Regions from separate parts of the Mus musculus genome. Here region 1 is linked to region 2. A link is a contact called in public Micro-C data. All regions are on one chromosome and are shown on one strand. Each heading gives the region's core, a stretch centred on a gene start, on an enhancer-like site or on the middle of the called end of the contact. The rest is flanking DNA. Distances are from core to core; before and after follow the strand shown. Region 1 has its middle 47 kb from the start of Dleu7. Region 2 overlaps Gm35419 (a long non-coding RNA gene).

Region 1 (5,762 bases), core at 2,147-4,646, 82 kb before region 2:
ACAAGACTGCCTGGCTTTGGCTGCGGCCTCTGGGTGGGGCAAGACCAACTAAACTGGCATACCCGGAAGTCCTTGCATGGCTGGAAGGTGAGGTGGTACGGACAGCCTGCTCCTGGCTGCCACCCACGAGGCCCTGCGGCAGGCCCCACCGCCAACGCATAATATGATCTTGAGAAAGCTGCCCTCAGCACTCCACGTTTAGCTTTAAATGGAGAAAACTTCAGTGACGTTTGTGATGCTGTGTAACCCGAGAGTTATACATATTGTGTTGCACATGCTACTGTTTTTTCGAAGGAACTGTGAGTGCAGAGTTATTCCGCGTGGAATAGACTGTTTCCGTCACCCCTTTCATTATGCTTCTATTAACATCAGTAAAAGGTTTCACAACTGGGCAGACTGATGTCTGTCACCTTCCAAATGACCCTTGACAAGGCCATTTGGTGTGGTTGCCTGTTACAAAGCCTCTTGGAATTTTGCCCTGTTGTCAGTGGCTAGACCATGAACTCTCTTTAGCATGGTCTCCCTGAGCACAAATTCTAATGCAGGGGGTGGGTCAGTAGACATTTAATGAACATGTGGAGTGAGGTCCATTGTGGTGGGGTCGCTTAGAGGCAGTGGGGCCACATGCTTTGTCGTCCCCTGAGGTGGCACAGAAGCAAGCTCAGTACTGGAGAGAATGACTAACAATCTGGAAATGCCATGTTCCAAACGAAGGGACTCTAGTGTTTCTCTTTTACTGAGTTAAAATAATTAATAATTAATAATAATAATAATAATAATAATAATAATAATAATAAATAATAACTTGTCTTTTTCTATCTTTCCAGTCCCGAGGGAGTGCCATAGCTGTTGAACTCAAGTTTTAACAAAACACAGAAAGTCCATCTTCAAATATGACAAGAAATTGCCATTTCCTCTTTTCCTATCTTTCATTCCCAGTTCAAAACCAACTTTGATTTGTTTGAAAGCACATGCTGAGACATTAGCGTTTTACCTGGGCTCCTTGGATCCCACAGCAGGCTCCAAGAGAAAGGATAGGATAGTGTTGTAGGCTTGCTTGGGCTGTGATGTGACCCCTCCCAGCAGCTGTGCTACCCACCCTGGCTCAGGCTGGAGCCTGAACAGAAGCCTCCAGGCAGAGGCCACGCCCCTCAGAGCCCCTTTTTCCCATGTCAGCGACTTCCACTGGTTGAATTTAAGATCTAGCTCTGCTCTCCCAACTCATTCCTGGAACAACCAGCTTTATCCGGTGTGCCCGTACTCAGAGCTTTCAGACCCTCAAGTCTGTCCCGTACCAAGTCTATTTCTAAACCTTTGACCGATTTACGTTCCCGCGCCTTGTCTGCAGCACGTTTTGTTTGCTGTGTTGCGGTGTGTTCACTACTTTTTGTTAAAAGCGCGACATTAAAGGGTTCTGTATATTGCTCATACACAGATAATGCAAATCTGTTTCCCTCTCCCAAACCTGTTTTCCTGCCACCGGGGCTTCCTGACTTTCCCCGGATCTAACTCAATGTCACCAGAAGAGCTGGGTATAAGACCTCTTTGGAGTTTAGCATGGGCCTGGGAGTGTCCCAGCATTCCTCACTTCCTGTCACACTCCATTGTTCAGAACGAAGTCCCAAGCCAAATGGAAGGGCCATCATAGGCCACACCCACTGGAGTAGATAACCTGGAATTGGTAACTAGCCTATGGAGAAGAAGGGAGTGTGGCTGCTGGTGAATAGCAGCCAATGGTGTCATCATTAGCTATGTAATACTATGCATTCGCTATGTTAGACTCAGCATGGGGTGCTTTAAACTGCTGGGTTACGCATGCCACTGAACTAGCTCTGGCCCATATTTTATTATTACTAATTAATTCATTTATCTATTAAGTATGTTTACATGTAAGTATGTGTGTTATGGCTTATGTGTGTGGAGGCCAGAGGACAACACATAGGAATTAGTTCTCTCCTTCCACCATGTGATTTCTGGGGATAGAACTCAGGTCCTCAGGCTTGGTAGCAAGTAGTTATATGCTGAGCCATCTTGCCAACCCACAGCTATATTTTAGCTCCAGTGTTTGTTAAATGAGTAAGTAGCTGTGACTGACAGTAATCATACTACCCTTCCATTTCCAGTCTTTGTACTGAACCTCAGTTCTGCAGAGAGCTTTAAAAGCAATCTCAGTGTGAGTTAAGACTCCAGACAACTAGAGAGATACTTAAGGAGCACTAACTGCTTATTGATAAGCTAATAGGAACACAACATACTTGTAACACCGTTGTCAGCTAGAACTCCAAGATGGGCTGTCTTAATGTTTCAACACTCTGAAGGGCGGTTTCATATTAACCAAAGCCAGGCCTTGTCATGCTCCTACGGTGGCGTGTACGCTCTTTTCGTGTGAAATCTTGGTTTGTCTCTGCCGTATTATCTCTACCGCTGTCTTCCGAGAAGCATAGGTGGACTGGCTGAGAGAACAGGGGTGGGGTCCATGCAGCCCTTCCCTTTCCTTGTAAGATACATGATTGGCTGAGAGCAAACATGGTGGCAGCCCAAGTTCAAGGTCAAGCTTGCTTCTTCCTCTCACTGGAACCTCTTCTCCAGTCAGGTGTCTGCATCGGGGTGGGGGTGGGGGGTCATTGGAGTCCATGCCATGTAAACTTGAGCACTGAAGTCCCAGCACCAGGATAAACTGCCTTCTTCCTCTGTGTCCTCACCCGGCCCCAACTCCATCTTCCACTGTCCTGAGTCATCTCATTCAGGTGGGATCATAGTAGCCCTGTCCCTTCCTTGCCTTTTTGCTTTCCTGGGGACATAGCTCAAGTACATTTACTCACGTCGATGAATACCTTTCTAACTATTCTTTTTTCTTTTTCCCCCCTCGTACCTTGATGGGGAGACACTGTTTTTCAGATGAGTACAACAGCGTCCTATGGCTGTTCTACCTTCCTCAGGAAGGTGGGAAACCTGTAGAGCATCTTTGGCTTTCCTGGGGCATCTGTAAAGCTGGTTGATGAGGGTAGAAAAGGTTGGGCTGAGTAGTGGACAGAGTCCTTTTCCTCTCACACCCAGTGAGACTCCACCTCCTCCCTGAGCCTCCCCCGCCAGAGCTTGGCTGTCTGCACTCCCTGTAGTTTTGAATGTCCCCAGCGTGCTTCCTCTTTTGTTAGTGTGTGAGAGGGGACAAAGGTTTCTCAGGGCTGTCCTTGAACATGGATGATAGTCAGACTCCATGGCCAGTCTTCAAAGATTACAAGAAAAAACATCAGGGGGCCTGGGAATCTGGGAACATCCTTGAGTTTCACATGAGATCCCTGTGGGTGTAAGATGACACCTCAAAGTCTACATACACTGTGTCGCAGACAGACTCTAAGAAGGTTGGAAGGGGAAAAACAAACTTCTCTCCCACGCAGCTCCAACTTCCCCCTTCAGATCTTGTCTCTTTTGGTTTTGAAACAAAAGCAATATTAATGCTGACAGATACATAAACAGGGATATAAAGTAGACATCTTTGGGACACCAAGATTTGCGGAAATACTTGCTATTCTGTGCTGAGATGTTTCCATTTCCTTATGTGCCCTTTAACTATATTTTAAAACACTCACAGTGGGCAGTTTACTTCTCTGGGGTTGGTTAGCTGCCGTGTGGAATTAGGATAAAATCATTCAGAGGTTCATTTTGGTGCTCATAGTCCAGGAGTTCATATGTGTAGTCTGTCTTGTTTAGTCTGTTTGTTATTCAGCCCGGTCCAAAAGCACTATAATTGTGCACTTTCAAGAGTAAGTAGTAGATGCTTGTTTGTGTATCTGCTCAGTTCCAACCTGAGAACCTGGGTGCTCATGCACACCCCACACACTCCACATTATGGTGGAGGACACCAGACACTTCGTAGGCAGCATTTCATGTGAACAACAGACAAGCTATCAGATGCCACTGTCGTGCTGTGATGGGGCTCTGTGTGTTGGGAAGCAGGCTCCAGATATATGTTCTCTGAAACGGAAGCAGTTTATTTACAGATATAGAAAGGAAAACCGAGGTTCGTGTCACTGCAGCCTTCCCGGCAGCTCTGAAACCTGCACTTGGCTGAGAGTTGAAAAGATGACCCTGATGTTAGGGTGACTGCCCCACATGCCAGGGGAAATGTGCCCAGGAGAACCTGCTCCCACTTCCACTCTCAGTAAGCCTCCCCCCCCCAAAAAAAACCAAAATGGGAGCAAGTAGGGGTCCTCAGTAGAGTCTTCAGCTAGCATCCTTTATCATCTTCACTGCCACACCGGAAACCCAGGATCCGCCCTTTGATGACACTTTCATCTTCCCCAATCACAATTTCACCTCTTGCCTCTTGGAAAGTGCTGGAATGTCACTTTAATTTCAGGAAATAGAAGAGCATGCTACGTGTACACAGTGTGAGGCTCTGGCTTTGGGAGAGATTGGAGGTAATAAATGGAGTCTCTTTAGAGCATCCACATAATACTGAGATTCCTTCTAGTCAATACTAGAAGAGCTTTCCTTGTCTTCACCCTGGTCTTCCTCAGCCTTGATTTTATTTATTTAATGATCTCTCCATCCCCAACCTCTCTTAAACACACATACACATAGAGACACACACAGACATACACACAGCCGCAGCCACACAGACACACTGACACTCAGACATACACATATAAGGAGGGGGAGAGGGAAGGAGAGAAGGAGGGAGGAAGGGAGGGAGGGAATATTTCATAGGCCAGCTTGGAGTTTTAGAATCACTGCATACAATATATTTCTGCCCACATTCTCAGACAGGGTTGAGGACCGTGGCACCTGTCCAGGTTCTATGTCTTAGCCAATATTCTATTGCTGTGAAAAGACACCATGACCATGGATTTAGGCCTGTAGAGAGTCAAGAAATCACAGCAGGACTATAGGGAAAAGCAAAGGAGAACAGAAGATAGCAAGTACCAGGGCTCTACAATCTTCCTTAAGTACATGATCTTGAACTAGCTGCATCTCCTAGAGCTTCTAGTATACCTTCCCCTCCCACCAGCACCATGCTCTAAAGACATGGGTCTTTGAGAGGCACTGGACATCCCAACTATAACAATGGAGCAGGAAGGTGAAATTAGGTTTCCAAGGAGGAGTGAACAATGGCTCTAAGCAGAGAGATATCCCTTGTGTGGGTGGTCTGATATGCGTGGAGGTGGGAGGACAAAAGAAAGCACTGGGGAGGAGGGGCAGAATGGCATATTGAGAACAGGCAGAGTCTAGACATCATATATCCCTGGGTAGAATCTGTCTCGTGGATGAGATTGGCAACCCTCCCAGTAATAGGCCCACAAGTACTAGGGTTGCAGATAACAGGTTTCTGATATCTTTGCTCAACCACTCCAGCAGAGTTATTAAGTGGCCTGAATATCCTGGAAAAAAAATCAGAAGTACTTTAATGTCATTTTCTGAGCCAATAGCAACTAGTCTTTTAGCAGTTCACACTAACACTCCATTCAATCCTTAAGATAGCTAAGACACTGGCAGAAAAGGATCTAAAACTTGGAATGAAAGCAAAAACTGACACTCGGATCTTGCAGTGACATCAGGGAGCAAAGGTCACCCAAGAACCTCCTTGAGAAATTTTTTTGGATCACCGCGTTGCTTAATGTTGACTACTATACCCAGACTTAGAGGAGTCATGACTTAGTTTGAGTGCTTTAGCCCTAGAAATTTTACAGCTATTTTTTCCTCATTAATATAGATAAACCCAGGAATTTGTAATCTGTTGGATACTATAAAAATTATATTTA
Region 2 (5,615 bases), core at 667-3,166:
CATCTTCCCTACTCCATCCTCCCCACTCCATCCTCCCTATTCCATCCTCTCCATGTCCTCCTCCATCATCCCCACTCCATCCATCCACCCCTACCCCACATCCTTCCACCATCCCCACTCCTTCTACCATCCCTACTCTCTCCTGTTCCCCTTTCTCTATTCCCTTATCCTTTTTCTCCCTTTCTTCTCCTCGCTCTCCTTTCTGCTCCTCTCCACCCATTCCATCTCCCTCTCCTGGTTTCACACCTTTTTCCCTCCCCCATTCCTTCACTCCCTGAGTACAGAACACAAGACTGGTTCCTCGTTCTGAGCTAGATGCAGGAAGCCCCAAGAAAGGCACGCCTGTCTCTGGAGGAACTAGAGGATGATGGGAGCTGGAAGGAAGGAGAAGACACAAATATACAGTAAAGTATACAAATCAGATCCAAATCCCACGTGTCTTCACTTACATAAGCAGAGTTGAGAAGAACTTAGTCATCCTTATAGAGGACATACAAGTCTATGTAATGACTCATGGGTGAGCTTTCGAGATGGAGATTAAAACCCTTCTTCCCAGTGACTCCTTGGGGATCTGGTTGAAGTAAATCTTAAGAAAGTGTTCTAAATCCTGGTTACCAGAATCACCTGGGAGCGTCCCGGGGGCCTCCTGAATCTTCAGTGTGTCAGAGGCCTTGAGAGTCTGGTGAGAGCTAGGGAGCTTGTCTTGAAGCCAACCTGCCTAGTAGCCACACCAGCCTGCTGAGTCTGCACTGACTCCAGAGCTGAATGAAAGAGCAGGGCCAGCTTCTCTTCCCACCACTGTGACAGGAGGATGTCTCTTCAGGCCTTCACACTCTGGTGACAAGCGTCTGTTCCTTCCAGAGGACTTGATAAAGAGAAGACTCCATCTACAGCCACCCAGAGTGGTGGAACCACTCAGGCATCCAGACCAGGCCAAGGAGTCCCAGAACTGGAAGAAGCCATGGGGCTTTTATCTCATTTAGCAACACACGGCTGCAGGCAGCCTCATCTTCAGAGGTAGCTGTCTATTAGCCTTTGACAGTTGATGCCACACAAAAGGAAGAAAATGGAAGAAAGGATACTTGAGACTTCTGGGGGTACCCTCACCCTTCTTGTTCTGGTAGGAATACATCCTCTTTTCCCTTTCAATACTTGAGATCCTTTATCAACATCTGAAGTCTTTGCTCTCTAGTAAATTCTCTGGCCTCTATCAAACATCAAGCATAAAAATCTTTCCCAAGCTGCATAACTGTTACAGAGCTTTTGATCACAATGTGGTGATTCTTGTCACCACACCAAAGCCAACCCCCCCCCCCACACACATACAACATAACACACACGCACATGTACATGCACACACACACTTCATTAGGCTTTTCTAGGCTATAAACAGCTCATGGTGACAAAGACAAGGAACCCCTCAGGGCCACCTGAACTGTACAGTGGTCTCTTAGAAAGCAAAGTCTGGGGTCCTATCCTCCATTCTCAGAGCCATGAGGATACTTTGAGGAACATGGCTGCTTGTTGTCCCAATCCTAGTATTTATTAACCTTCCGACAGAAGGTCAGCTGCCTCCTTGGAACCTTGGTTAGAATTCCTGGACAGTCATTATAAAAGGAATCACCGAGTAATGAGTCCAGGAATGTTTTCCCAGCATATGCTCTGGTGGACATCTGTGTATAGGCCCCTTCCAGTAGTACATTCTGCCTCGGGTGGGCTGTCCTCCCTATGTTGTCCCAAGCTGGAAGTGGGGCCCAGCAGTAAGCAGGCTATCTGTCTTTGAGTTTGAATTAGATGGTGAGATGGTGACCAGGAGTATAAGGAAAGAAACGGTCCCAGCATAAGCCACACTCACTGTCCTGAAGCTGATAAAACAGCCTTTTTCCCTCCCCTCTCTTCAGTCTTCTAACCACAATGCAGAAACAGCTCACACAACCCCAAACAGTTTGTCACACGGGGAACTTATGTGGTTCTAGGAGCAGCGACTCCATTTGACTGTTCATTGCTGTCACCCTTTCTCCTATATTGAACCTTCTGCTCGAGGTGTCAAGCCAAAAGGACCCCTAATCAGAGGGCTGAGTGTCAGGATCATGGTGGGGAGACATCTGGAAACATCCTGAGGCCGAGGAAGGAGAGTATCTGCTCCAGAGATGCCCTGGGCTCTCTATGTGTTACTGTGGGAGCGGGAAGGTTGCCACATCTCCCAGCTCGCTCAGGCTTGTTGAGAAACACTGGTTTAGGCAAGGCAAAGAGCCAAGTGTAAACTTAACTGTCCCTCACGGGTGTCAAGGCGCACAATAAAAGTCTCCCATCACGAAGCTACCAAAGCTGGCAGCGAGGCCTTCCTGACAGCTGGAAGCAAGGACTTTAAAGGCTGTTGGGAGGGAGGATCTATCTCCCTTACCTCGTGGGGCTTTCTAGACATTTGCATCAGACTTTTGGGCATGGCTACTTCCCTAAGCTGGAAACATGACTCTTGAAGCTCTAAAGTGGAGCCTTTGCCATTTCAGACTGAACACTTCTCACAGGGACAGTTCCATCTCTGGCTGGAGGGTGAGCAGTGGCCCACACCAGTCCTTCTCCCTTTCATCCGTACCAATGAAACCTTGTTTTTATTTTTGGTATTTGTTTTGTGAATTCGAAAGGCAGCATGCAAGGAAGCAGGTTTCTCCCCAGCACTTCCACATCTGAGTCATTGGGCTGTTCTAGTTCATACCTGACCCCCCCACCCTTCCATACCCCCCCAATCCCCCCCCCACAGCTGATTCTCTCCCTTTCCTTAAACAGGCATCTCATCTACTTTCATGCCGCATGAATTCTACTACCAATCCACCCAGCCTCCCCGCTCCTCACCACCCTCACCCCTCCATACCACCCACTTCCCCCCCCGCCCCCCCAGCTGATTCTCTCCCTTCCCTTAAACAGGCATCTCAGCTACCTTCATGCTGCATGAATTCTACGACCCCCACCCCCACCCCGTCTCTTTCTGTGTAAGAGGTGTTTGATGTTGCAATTCCATGTGGCTATGTGACAAAGTTATAGTTAACAATGTATACGCAGAGTTTCTGGGAACAATTTGCTGCCATTTCCTAGTTCCCATTTTATTTTCTTCCTGCTTTCTGAGCATAATGTGTTGAGGGGGTGCAGCAACCACTTTGCCGGCATGAGGGGAAGGAACAGACCAGACCTCAACTAAAGATGGTGAGATGGGAAGACGGAAACTTTCATTGTACGGCAGAGCCTTCACTACCAAATTGAATCGTGTCATCTTTCCACTTTCCTCTTCAAAACCTGTACTCAGCATTCTGTCTCATTTCAGTTTAGTCATTTATCCTGGAAAGGATGAAAACTAAACCTTTTTATTGAGTATTTACCTCATGCTAGGTAGCTTTCTAGATGAGATCTAAGAGTCATCGTATGGGGCTTACTTTCTAGCAGAAGAGGACTGTCTAAAGCATCAAGCATGTGGGATCTCAGAAAGTCACTGTGCCAGTCAAGAAAATAAGAGAATTAACCAAGAATGCAGTTCTGAAGGTTCAGGAGGGTAGGGGTCAGGGGATACTAAAGCAATCTAGGGGAGTTACAACCAAAAGAACAACATCTGAATTCAGACTGAGGGAGATGAGGGAGCCAACTTGGAGAGGAATCCAGGAAGAGATCTTCGTGGGAATGAGAATGGCAGATTCAATGGCCTTGGGGCAAGAGGGCACCTGGAATATTTAAGGAATGGGGGAGAGGAAGACAGAGAGGGAGAGGAAAACAGGTCTGAAATTCAATGGAGAGAAAGTCAATAGATAGAGGATAGTTTAGTTTGGTTGAGATTTCACAACGAAGTTATATTTCACAAAGCAAACAAAAACCTTTAAAACCAGTATATGGACCCTCTGGTTTTCCCATGGACCTGCTGGCTTTCCACGGAGACAGGTATGGATGGCTGCTGTGCTCACTGGCCACTGTACTCACTGGCCACTGTGTTCACTGGCCGCTGTGCTCACTGGCCACTGTGCTCACTGACCACTGTACTCACTGGCCGCTGTGCTCACTGGCCACTGTACTCACTGGCCACTGTACTCACTGGCCGCTGTGCTCACTGGCCACTGTGCTCACTGGCCACTGTACTCACTGGCCACTGTGCTCACTGGCCACTGTACTCACTGGCCACTGTGTTCACTGGCCGCTGTGTTCACTGGTCACTGTGCTCACTGACCACTGTACTCACTGGCCGCTGTGCTCACTGGCCACTGTGCTCACTGACCACTGTACTCACTGGCCGCTGTGCTCACTGGCCACTGTACTCACTGGCCACTGTACTCACTGGCTGCTGTGCTCACTGGCCACTGTACTCACTGGCCACTGTACTCACTGGCCGCTGTGCTCACTGGCCACTGTACTCACTGGCCACTGTACTCACTGGCCGCTGTGTTCACTGGCCACTGTACTCACTGGCCACTGTGCTCACTGACCACTGTGTTCACTGACTGCTGTGCTCGCTGGCTGCTGTGCTCACAGGCTCACTCAGCATGCTGGCTGTGCTTTCCAGGGTCCTCATCTGACTCCTCTTCCTTACAGGGTTCTTCTCACTACCCAGTGGAGTGAGAAAGACTGCAGTGTTGGAGTCTTTCAGCTCTACCTTCTCATCTAAAAGTACCAGCACTGCCTATATCCCTGGGGACCTGAATTAGGTCAGATTTGTGGATGAGCAACAAAGCTTAAGGAGAAACTTGGTATAGCTCACTGTGGCTTATGCCAGCGGCATCTCTAATTTCTCTGTGACCACCGCAGCCTACCACAGTGATTACAACCTACTTGCTGCAAAAGAATTCAAATTAATTTGACTGACTCAAAAGCAAATTAAAGGACCACTGGGAGGCCTCAGCATACACTTGATGAAGATGCATAGCATGAAGGGCTCTCTCGGATTCCCTTGCAGTCCATTCCACCAGAGAACAAATACCCACCTAAGACTTGCCCCCTGCCCTCCCTACAGCACCAGAATGCAGGAGTTCTTATCCCAGACCACCTTGGAAGGGTTGCAGTTTTATCTGTCCATTTTAACTCTGTCTCAAAACACCTTAATAGTTGACAGAGTGTGGAAGGAATAAAAGCCAGACTCTTGCCTTTGTCCCCACCAAACCTTGTAAAACTCTCTCCCTCTACAAATGGCCTGTTTCAGTCTTTCATTATTCCCAAGATTGTGAAATCTCACTTTGGGGAAAAGCTCACATGTGGCCTCAGGCTACACTCTGGCCTGTGGGTGCTTATGCCCCTCTGGGGGCAGTGGAGGGGGAGTTGTGGGTGTTTATGCCCCTCTGAGGGGCAGTGGGGGTGTCTGTAGGTGCTTATGCCCATCTGGAGGGCAGTGAGGGGGCCTGTAGGTGCTTATGCCCCTCTGGGAGGGGAGGGGAAGGTGTCAGCCCTCATCAACCCTATGGCTCTGCCCAGGCCTTGTGAGGTATTCTTTTAGTAAAGAGTATTTTGCTCCAAGTGTACTGGGAGTGTTTAAAAAACAATGAGGTTTAGAAATAACAAAAGGCAGATGTTGACTTGTTTTGCGAGAAATGGAATCAGAGAATGAGGCATCCAGGGCCCCTGCAGATGTAATTTGAGGCAGAAAT

The links. Hi-C and Micro-C count contacts between places; a contact is called where the count stands out from the background.
Region 1: a Micro-C map of macrophages shows a contact between it and region 2, with 4 times the contacts expected there. The contact joins two enhancer-like sites. A contact is called at or near these places in 7 of 484 Hi-C or Micro-C datasets (bone marrow-derived macrophages, brain, cerebral cortex and 4 more) and 4 of 115 datasets of contacts at active chromatin or transcription factors (embryonic stem cells, heart atrium and neural progenitor cells).

The regions. Positions count from the first base shown.
Region 1 is chr14:62,243,230-62,248,991 of GRCm38.p6, reverse strand. No RefSeq gene overlaps it. Among named protein-coding and RNA genes, the nearest start is that of Dleu7, 47 kb to the left of the region's middle. Within about 2 kb of position 3,396, at least 35 of the 459 cell types and tissues checked have an H3K27ac peak or open chromatin away from gene starts, as enhancers often do. A contact at or near this core is called in macrophages, where this site is marked.
Region 2 is chr14:62,159,917-62,165,531 of GRCm38.p6, reverse strand. All of the region lies in intron 1 of Gm35419 (a long non-coding RNA gene), which reads left to right. Among named protein-coding and RNA genes, the nearest start is that of Gm35419, 8.3 kb to the left of the region's middle. Within about 2 kb of position 1,916, at least 32 of the 459 cell types and tissues checked have an H3K27ac peak or open chromatin away from gene starts, as enhancers often do. A contact at or near this core is called in macrophages, where this site is marked.